Linked DNA regions of Mus musculus: region 1 is linked to region 2. A link is a contact called in public Hi-C data. All regions are on one chromosome and are shown on one strand. The core of a region is the stretch at or near the end of the contact, and the rest is flanking DNA. Distances in the headings are between cores, read along the strand shown.

Evidence for each region. Hi-C and Micro-C count contacts between places; a contact is called where the count stands out from the background.
Region 1: a contact with region 2 is called in a Hi-C map of the N1E-115 cell line, with 4 times the contacts expected there. A contact is called at or near these places in 1 of 484 Hi-C or Micro-C datasets (the N1E-115 cell line) and 1 of 9 other capture datasets (liver).

The regions. Positions count from the first base shown.
Region 1 is chr19:38,482,536-38,487,844 of GRCm38.p6, reverse strand. It overlaps a transcript of Plce1 not described here. Among named protein-coding and RNA genes, the nearest start is that of Gm46666, 27 kb to the right of the region's middle.
Region 2 is chr19:38,329,534-38,334,241 of GRCm38.p6, reverse strand. No RefSeq gene overlaps it. Among named protein-coding and RNA genes, the nearest start is that of Gm9886, 4.6 kb to the right of the region's middle.

The sequences.
Region 1 (5,309 bases), core at 1,860-4,359, 150 kb before region 2:
ACAATGTAGCTAGTTGCTCCTACCAAGAAATACAAATACACAATTGCCAGCTGACTTCTGGGTGAGGGTGTACCCACAGACCCCCTTTAAAAGAGACCTTTCACAGTTACTGTGAGCGGTGGGTGGTGGAGGCTGTGGCCAGAGCACTCTCGCCACCAAGCAGAGAGATACAACAGGTCTCAGGCACACTGATAATGAACCTGGCTGACATGAACTGGCCAGTCCTATCTATTAGCCCTATGAAGATTGGCGACACTGCTTTTTTTCCCCAGGTGCTTGGCTCTCACCCTTGTGCTCCCGACCTCACTGAAGGGATACCACCATCTGGGTTGGGGGGTGGGGAGGACATTTGTAAACCTTTGCACCTTAAAGCTAGAGGGCAGAGTTTATATTATATTCCAAATTTGGAGCAGAAGCTGGGGGAGGGGGGAGCTGAAATCATCGTTGTATACTACATACCCCAGGCCCGCCAACTGGCTGGCTGGTGGGGTTCTAAGAAAGGTCTGTAACCTCTGCAAGGGGCAGCCACTGTACTTCTGGGCAGAAGACCTTGAGACCTCAGAGACCTCAGCTACCTTCACTGCAATGAAGAGAAGTTACATTCTTTTCCTGCTATACTGCTGGGTCTACAAAAGCCCAATGCTAGCTAATATGTGTTGAATTCTTACTTTATAGTAGGTGGTGTTCTCAATACTTTGTGTGAATTATCCCATTCGATTTCACAACCTGTTACATAAGTAACACTACTACCCTCCACTGTGTACACTGGGGAGTTTCAGCCACATATTTTGAAGGAGGCCACACCAGTTATTAGCAGTGGAGCCAGGATATAAACAGTCTAAGCAACTTGCCTCTAGAACCCAAACGTATAAAATGGGGATGAGGAAAAATCAAGAATTATATATTTTTTTCACATCTAAATCTGAGGATCAAAGATCAAACATAGCGTATCTTAGGATGAAATCTCTCTCTCTCTCTCTCTCTCTCTCTCTCTCTCTCTCTCTCTCTCTCTCTCACACACACACACACACACACACACACACACACACACAAATTCCTCCCTTCATATAAAATATAAGGCAGAGTCCCATATAGAAAGCAAGTAATCACAGGACCACGCAAGAGACACAGAATGAAAGGCTGAGGTCTCCACTGCTGGTGCCTCACTCATCAGACTAAGGTGCCAAACTCTCCTAGAAAACTGTTAAAAACAGACGACAAACAACAACAACAACAACAACAAAAACCCTGGTCTGAATAATTATCTCCCAGAAGCCTGGCAGCACACCATCACCAACAAAATCAAAAGAAAAGACTGCCGGTCATTGAAAGACCTAAGAGACCCTGATCCCCACCCGGACACTAAACATCTCCAGTCTGAGGAGCAAAGGGGCCGAGGGAGGTGGAATTCCGGGCTGGAAGTCTCCTTCAGAATAGGCAAATCCAATAAACAGGCAGGGGTGGGCCAGCAGAGCCTGGGCGGGGAGGGGCACCCGGGCCAGCAGCCTGTGGTGAGGAGAGAGGTTCAGCAGGAGCAGAGGTTGGGGAAGGGGTGCGTGCCTCTAGTCACCCAGCCTGTCCCTCAGGCTGCAGCTGTCAAGCACAGTGACAGAAGAATAACAAGAACTTAACAGGACTTCAAAAATCAGTGTCTGAAGGGAAAACAAAGCAGATACATGCCCTTCTCACCAAATCAAACACTGCCTCTCCCTTACACACAGAGGCAGGACTCTGCAGAAGTGCCTGCTTTGGGAACCCTGAGGCTCCCAGTGAAGAGCGCAAGGAGACTTGGACCCACCACACAGCTGTGCCTGCGATAGCCGTGGGACCCTGGGCAAGATACCTAACCAATTAGCGTCTCTGATGGGCTTCCAGGCTGGTTCTAGGGAAGAATTCATTTTCTTGCCTTTTCTCTACCCTTCAGACTGGAACCAAACTCAAACACCCACACAGGCTGTGACAATATTTCACCAGCTCTCTGCCTGCATCCTTGACCTCTTTTTACATCACCTCTCTCTACAAATAATGGCCCTCCATCTCCCTTTTATAGGGGTTGTGTGATTAGACTGAACCCACACAGAAATCCAGAATCATGTCTTACTTTAAACTCATCTGCAGGGTCCATTTGGTCATCTAAAGTGGTATATCCACAGATTCCAGAGACTCACTCTTGAGTATCCCTGACCTCCCACATACACCTCCCAAACTACAGACTTTCACAGCCAAGAAACCACAATGTTAGGAGCGAACTTGTTAGTACATGTGAGGGCCTCTGCAAAGCTGCAAAGTGCTTCAGATGAATCTTCTTACTCACGCCTCAGTGCAACCCTGAGAAATTATTTTTATTACCTTACAAAAACAATTGTTTGTCCAGGGTTATAGAACTGGCTGGGGGCAAGATTTAACCAGGTAAGTTTCATCTGAAGTCTCTGCCTTTGATCAAAGGGGTGTCTGAACATATCCTTTCAGCCATGATAACTGGTTGGGAGAAAACACAAAGAGTGTTAAGAGACTTCAAGAGGAACTTGTGTTCCCTGGCTAGAGACAGGGTCCTGCAGAGTCCTGGGAAAAAGAAACACGCAGAGAGCAGAGTACTGAGAACATATCCTCGTGTGCAAAAGAGAGGATATGCTTACCAAAAGTCAAGAAGAAACCACCGAAACCTGAGATTTCAGAGGGGAAGGAGGTATAAGAAGTCCATTCCTATCTCTAGCTAGAATAACCCCACAGCTCCATCTGACCTTATAGAACGAATTCATGTGAATTCCTGGAGAGACTTCCTATTGAGTCAGGTGGATCTGGACCCTATGAAAAGGTCTGAAAAGCCTGGGGACCCTGGTGGGACAGCAAAATGGTCCTGTCATCACTAAGCTTGCTTTACACTAAAGCTAAGCCATCCCCTGCACCACAACAGTTATGGATACGCAAGTCCCCATGTGCCACAGGATTCAACACAGTCCAGTGGTGTCTCTGGTATCCACAATGAATGACCTCTCTTCTTTCAGTTCCCATATAGCCAAATGGCTACAATTCAAGAATGGCTGGCAAACAGAGAGAAGGGTCAAACCACACAATTGTTTTGCATGCCTGATGGGGTGGCTTGAGTAGTCAAAGCTTTGAAACCTCAACCACTAAACAAGTTAGATATAGCCTTATCTGAAACTTCCCAATGAACTGAGTGAACGCTATTAAGTTTGACCCAGTTGCATGTATGGATCATGAGCTCAAAGTCAGGTGCAGGATGGCACAGAAGTCGAGGGAATAGATTCTGGAGACAGCCTGATTTGATTGAGTCTGGCTGTGACTCAAAACACATTCATCTTCTGTTACCTATATTTTCTCGTCTTCAAAATGGACTTAATAATAGAAGTCTATATTCCTCAGTAGAAACTGAGAAACTAGCCACCATGTAGAAGTCATTTTGATGGTGTCCACATAAGGTGGTGGTTCTCAACCTCCCTAATGCTGCGTCTCTTTCATTCAGTTACTCTGGTTGTGGGGACTCCCCTCAACCATAAAATTATTTTTGTTGCTTCATAACTATAATTCTGCTACTGTTATAAGAAGTAATGTAAATATTTTTGGAGACAGGGGTTTTCCAAAGGAGCGTGATCTACAGGCTGAGACCCACTGACGTAGGAGTGCATAAATCCAGTATTACATAGCTCCACTGTTCACTATTTCTGAAGTAAAGATGTATGAAGTTGTTACTAGCTAAGGAAAGGAGAGACTATTGCAAAGTCACATGAGGCCAGACCAAGTTTTGTCGCCAAACCTAAATGCACGGAAGGATACAGGTAAGGGATGATGGCTAGCACTTATGCCCTATGTCATACAAATGGAAGAAGCTAACAGATGAAGTGCTTGGCACACTGTCTAGTGTTGTTTCATCAACACAGACAGGGGATTATAAATGGGAAACTCTAAATTTACAGTTAAATTTCATTTGGAGATTAACTCTGTGGAAACAATTCTCTAGGGCAGGCATTTCTGAGATGATAGCAGGGCCCCGTGTTTGCACTGTCTACCAGCCACATGTAGCATCCAAGCACTTAGATGTGGTTAATTTCATTTATTTTAACTCATTTAAACTTAACCATATGTGCCTAGTGGCTACCATATTGACAATACAGCCACAGAGAGCTATCCTCCTGATCTGGCCCATGAAAACCTACTTAAGCCGTAACTCAACCGAATTAACTTTGAATTAACAAGCCCGAGTTCTTCATCCAGGAAGCCAAGGGGATAAGCAAGAGTCTTAACTTCCTTGCCAGGCCCCACAGCTGGTACACTTGGATGTATCCTTCCTCTTTTTCCATTCCCCATCTCATCAATCTGTAGCTCCCATCTTCTCCACCCAAGGTTCATGAAGCTACATACTTCTCTACATCCCATCAGTATCTTCCATCACTTATCAGGTAGCCCCCAAGGAAAGTGTAAGAGCTGGGACGGAAACAGTTGTCCCGTGAAGGCTGCTTGTGGAAGGCAGGGACTGCCAACACACACACACACACACACACACACACACACACACACACAGAGAGAGAGAGAGAGAGAGAGAGAGAGAGAGAGAGAGAGAACAGCCATACTTTACGAAAATGTCCCCTCTACTTAGAAAACCTTTTAATGTGCCCCAATCCCTTTCAGTTTTCCTTTATCCATTTCAAAGTTTGTAACCAACTGCACACACCATCCAAGAGCTATCCAGTATAAGATGAAAGATCAAAGAAACTTGAGACGGAGAAAAGGAAAAGAAAACCAGCCACCTTCATTGGACGCTAGCTTCGCCCCATCTGCTAAAGTATAAAATTTTTATGACAAAGGTCAAACTGGAACCCATCCAGGAGCTTGTCTTACTAGAAGGACTGGATAAAAATGTCCCTCCAGCTTAATCTCGCCTTTTACCTGGTCTGGAGCCAAAGAGGACCAGGAGGCGCTCCTAAGCAGAAAGTAAATTTCCCCCCTGGAGGCTGTAAGTGAAGGATGTATGGATGGTAAATGCTTCTCTAAATCCTTGTGGTTACATTAATTCCTCTAAAATAAAGCTTTACTTTGTACAAACCAGAGTCTTAACGTTTAATGCCTGCCCACAATTATTTCTAGAGAGCCTCCAAGGTGTAGGGATCAGGCCAGGAAAGTCTCAGCAAATACCGTGGGCGAGAAAAACGTGCTATTTGCATAAAGCACACAGATCCGTGGAGGTAAGGAAGCCGCTTCAGCTATCAAAGCAGAGGGAGGATGCGGCTGTTTCAGGCTGGGCCAACGAACTGGAGGGTGAACGCTGCTGTTTAGCATCTAGAACCGCCACC
Region 2 (4,708 bases), core at 547-3,046:
CCACATGTGTGCAGGTACCTGTGGAAGCCAGAAGAGGGAGTCAGATCCCCTTGAGCTAGAGTTACAAATAACCATGATTGGCCTGACCCGGGGCTGGGCCTCATACTTGGGTCCTCTGGAAGAGCAGCAGTCCTAGTCACTGAGCTGTCTTCCAGGCCCCTCTAGCATACTCTGGACATTTCTTTACATGACATAGATAACTCAGCTACCTCCTTTTTCACACCAGGTCATAACCATATACACAAAGACTTCAAGAAGAATAACGAATTCAAAAGATATTTCTTGTTCTTGAAAAACTCTAATGTGTTGATATGTAGAGAAGACCCTTTGCAGCAGATAAGTAACATTTCGAACTGACTTCATATTGGAAACTGGAGGGCAGGCTCCATTTTTTGATGTGTGGAAACTATTTAAATTTTTAAATTCTTTTTTTTTTATTCTCTTTACATTTAATTGAACCTGAGTTTCTACTGTTTATACAATTGCAACAATTTAACTACTGTTAATACAATTTAGTTTCTTCCCACTTAAAATTCTCCATCAACCAAATATTATGGGATGCTTTACTTACACTTTTGTTCTAGCTTTGTCTTATTGTGTAGCTCTGGCTGGTTTTCAAACGCCCAGTGTAAACAAGGCTCAGACTCACAGGATCCACTTGCCTCTGTCTTCCAGTACTGGAATTACATGCTTTGTTCTGTTTTGTTTTTAAAGGATTTATTTATTTTATGTATATGAGTACACTATAACTGTCTTCAGACACACCAGAAGAGGGCAACTGATCCCATTATAGATGGCTGTGAGCCACCACGTGGTTGCTGGGAATTGAACTCATGACCTCTGGAAGAGCAGTCAGTGCTCTTAACCACTGAGTCATCTCTCCAGCCTGTTAAAGGGTTTTTAAAAAAGCAATAGTTAGAAACATTTCTTACTACCTGATTTATGTTTGATAGAAACTGCTTTGCTCTTCTCTCTGTGTCAAATCAGAAGGTTCTGTGCCACCTCTAGATCACCTTGTATGATCAGGGGCTTTTCAAACATATTTCGTGATCCACAAGGGTCTGTGTATATTCTGGAGAGAGGAGCTTTTTCTCAGAGGATTCATGCTTGTATGCGCTGTAGACTCTATTGTTATAGAATGGTCACCCCCCAGAGCCACGCTGCAGGACTGCAGTTGATTCAGACCCAGTTCCTCCAGAGGCTCCTCACTGCCCCTGCAGAGCAAACTGGCCTTTAGTGCAAACTACAGTTTTGTGTAAAAGGTTCTCTGACTCCACAGGGCAGATCTACCTAGGGGTCCTAATACAATACAGATCTCTGGGAGGATCCCTAGAGACTCTTGTTCAGTGAATCTAACAACTGTCAGAAATCTACATCTCTAACAAGCATCCTTAGTTAAATTGGGGTACTGGTGTGCTACTGATCGGTGGACATTTTGAAAGATGCTTATTATTGGGGAGGGAGGAACACCTCTCCCTTCTTATAACAAGCTCTATTTTGAGACCCTAAAAACTTCATTCATCGAATCAAACATTTGCTTAAGCCAAACACCTTAGAGTCATAAGAAGTACTAGCCATGATTACACCAAAATTATGTGTTATCTGAAATTCACATTTAGCTGGGCTTTCTCTATCTTTTCTGGCACAAGACAGGAGACATTGTATGTGAGGCAAGCCAAGCTTGAGATGGAGCTGAAGGTTGCGTGGGAGGTACTCTTGAGATGTACACATGTCAAACGCTGGAGAAAGAAATTTATTTCTGGTCCCAGGAGCCCCAGCCAATCATAGGTGCCTGCCAGAAAAAACTCAAAGCTGCTCTAACAGTGGGGCTGATGTAACCCAGACTCTGTATTCAGCTCCAATCTAGCACTGTGTATAAACTGCCACTTGGGATGCAGTCCTCTGTGGCTGAGGGCCACTGTGGCACCAGCTGAAGGGACTCTGCTGATGAGATTCCCAGCAGCCAGATAAGTCCTTCCTGGAAGGGGATCCATTTTCCTTGAAGGCAGTGGATCTCGGTGTGTACTCTAACTCTGAGATCTAGAAATGGAGACAGTGTGGGTTCTAGACATTAAAAATGCATGCAATTGTATTTTCTGCTTGAGAGGGAACGGTAAATACCTGGATATGGTGGCTACACTGATTTGGCAGGAAGCCTCTGGCCTACAATGATGTACCGCCACAGGGCTTTCCTGAGCTGGTTCACAATGGGTATTTTTTTGTAGATACCGACATTGTCACCCCCCCACAGCACAGCCCGGAAAAGAAGAATTCTGAGAGTGAATGAGTGACTCACAGGGAAGCCTCCAGAGCGGAATAAATAAATAAATAAATAAATAAGGTAGAAGAGAAGCAAAAATTTCTAGCTAATCATGGGGGTGCCAGATTCAATTATACCTAAGATGTGCAGGACAGTTTGCCTATAACTGTCTCAGGATTACCTTGCCTCCTATTTCCTATTCATTCACTCATTCATTCATTCATTCATTTATTTATTCATTCACAAATGCTAATTGATGATCATAAGTACTCTTACTTCCCGCAGGAGAGGATTTCTAAGAAACCTGTTGTATAATTTGAGTGAAGAAGAAGAAGCTGTTCATATTCTCTTAAACTTTTCAATCCATGCTTTTCTTTGAGATAGGCATTCCAGTTTCTCTCTCCTCTACGTCAATAATTTATTAAAAAAAAAAAAAAAAAAGGACTGGTTCCCATAGCAACTTCAAAGGTTAACAGCCCCAGCTAGGCCAGCAAGATTTTCAGAAACCGTTTATCATAGCATCTCCGGGGTTTCTAAGAGGGGTGAGGGGAATCTGTTTAAAACATTTAAGAGCAAAACACAGTGAGGGAATAAACAAGTGCACACATGGACACCTTTGCTGGCCCACTGTTGGGCTTCCTGAATGCTGGTGCCTTATTACAGTGCAGAAAGAGGGAGAGAATCCATTGAAAGTTGTGGACCCAACAATATACTGCATGATGCAGAGTTAGAGGAGAGACAGCCCTTCTCATACAGACTTTTTTTTTTTTTTTTTTGGCAATAAAGTTTCAAGGGGTTGCAGCTGAGTATGGCAGCTCACACCTATAATCTTGGGACTCAGGAGGAAGAGAACAAGGCTTTGAATCCTGGATAAGTGTGACAGAATAGGAGAACCTAGTTGGTAGCAAGATATACAAAGTTTAAATAGATGTCAGATGTAGTTAGCTGTGTCCCATAGAAGTGCCTCTAAAAGTCTTGATAGATAAAGAATGCTAAAGAATGGAAAGTTTAGGGGCTGGAGAGATGGATCAGTGGTTAAGAGCACTGACTGCTCTTCCAAAGGTCCTGAGTTCAAATCCCAGCAACCACATGGTGGCTCACAAACACCTGTAATGAGATCTGATGCCCTCTTCTGGTGTGTCTGAAGACAGCTACAGTGTACTTATCTATAATAATAAATAAATCTTAAAAAAAAAAAGAAGAATGGAAAGTTTCTGCCTATTTTAAGACAGATTGCTTGGAGAGGTCTTGTGGTCTTTGCTCTGACTTGAGACAAAGTCAGCTGAATGGCCTTAAGCTACCCCACCATAAAGGTAGAATGGTTGGCCCCTACTGATTTGGCTTGGAGTCCCTACCCTGTGATGGTGACAAGGCTCTGTCTGCCAAGAATGTAGGGGAAGAGCTAGAGACTTCTTTTATAGCAATTGAACATTTGAGAGCTCGCTCTTTTGGCTTTTTTTCCCCTTTCTTTCTTTTTTGAGACAGGGTCTCTCTACATAGCCCTGGATGTCCTAGAATTCCTTCTGTAGACCTGGCTGGGCCTCAAAACCACAGAGATCCATCTTCCTCTGCTTACTGAGTGCTGAGACTAGAGACATAGGCCACCACACCCTGCTAATTTATTTATCTTTTGTTTTGTTTTGTTTTTTTGTGGTTTTTTTGTTTTGTTTTGTTTTTGTTTTTCAAGACAGCATTTCTCTGTATAGCCCTGGCTGTCCTGGAACTCACTTTGTAGACCAGGCTGGTCTCGAACTCAGAAATCCACCTGCCTCTGCCTCCCGAGTGCTGGGATTAAAGGCATGCGTCACCACCCTTGGCAATTTATCTTTGAGTCTTTTGGTCCTAAACAAACGTCTTTGCCAGTTGATGGTTTGGTTGAATGTTACCTTTTGCTTAAAAGACTATTCAGCTACCTTGTAGCTCGACAAAAGTAAACTAATACATGTGTGGGTCAATTGTCCTTGTTCCAGCCATCATTCATTATGCAGTATCATTCCATCATGGGTACTGTTCATCAGACAGTGACTCTAGATATCAAGTGATGACAATCCTCCATTGTTCTTCAAAATGCTCTCAGTTCTTCTAGTACTCAACCAGGGTCTCAAATCAGATACTCTGCACAGCAGATATTTACATTACAATTCATAACAGTGGCAAAATTACAGTTATGAAGTAGCAATGAAATCATACTCTTATGGTTGGGAGTCACTGCAAGATGAGGAATTGTATTAAAGGGTCACAGTATTAGGAAAGCTGAGAACCACTGGTCTAGCTCCTTGTATTTCTATGAACAGTTTGGCAGTAGATCACTAACTACTGTAGTGAGCCTTGCTGATTTTTGAAAGGGGATGAATCAAGTCTCGATGGTTTAATTTGGAGAGAATTGCCATTTCGACAGTATTGAGTCCTTCAGTGCATGAACATGCTGCCTTTCTGCTTTAGATGATG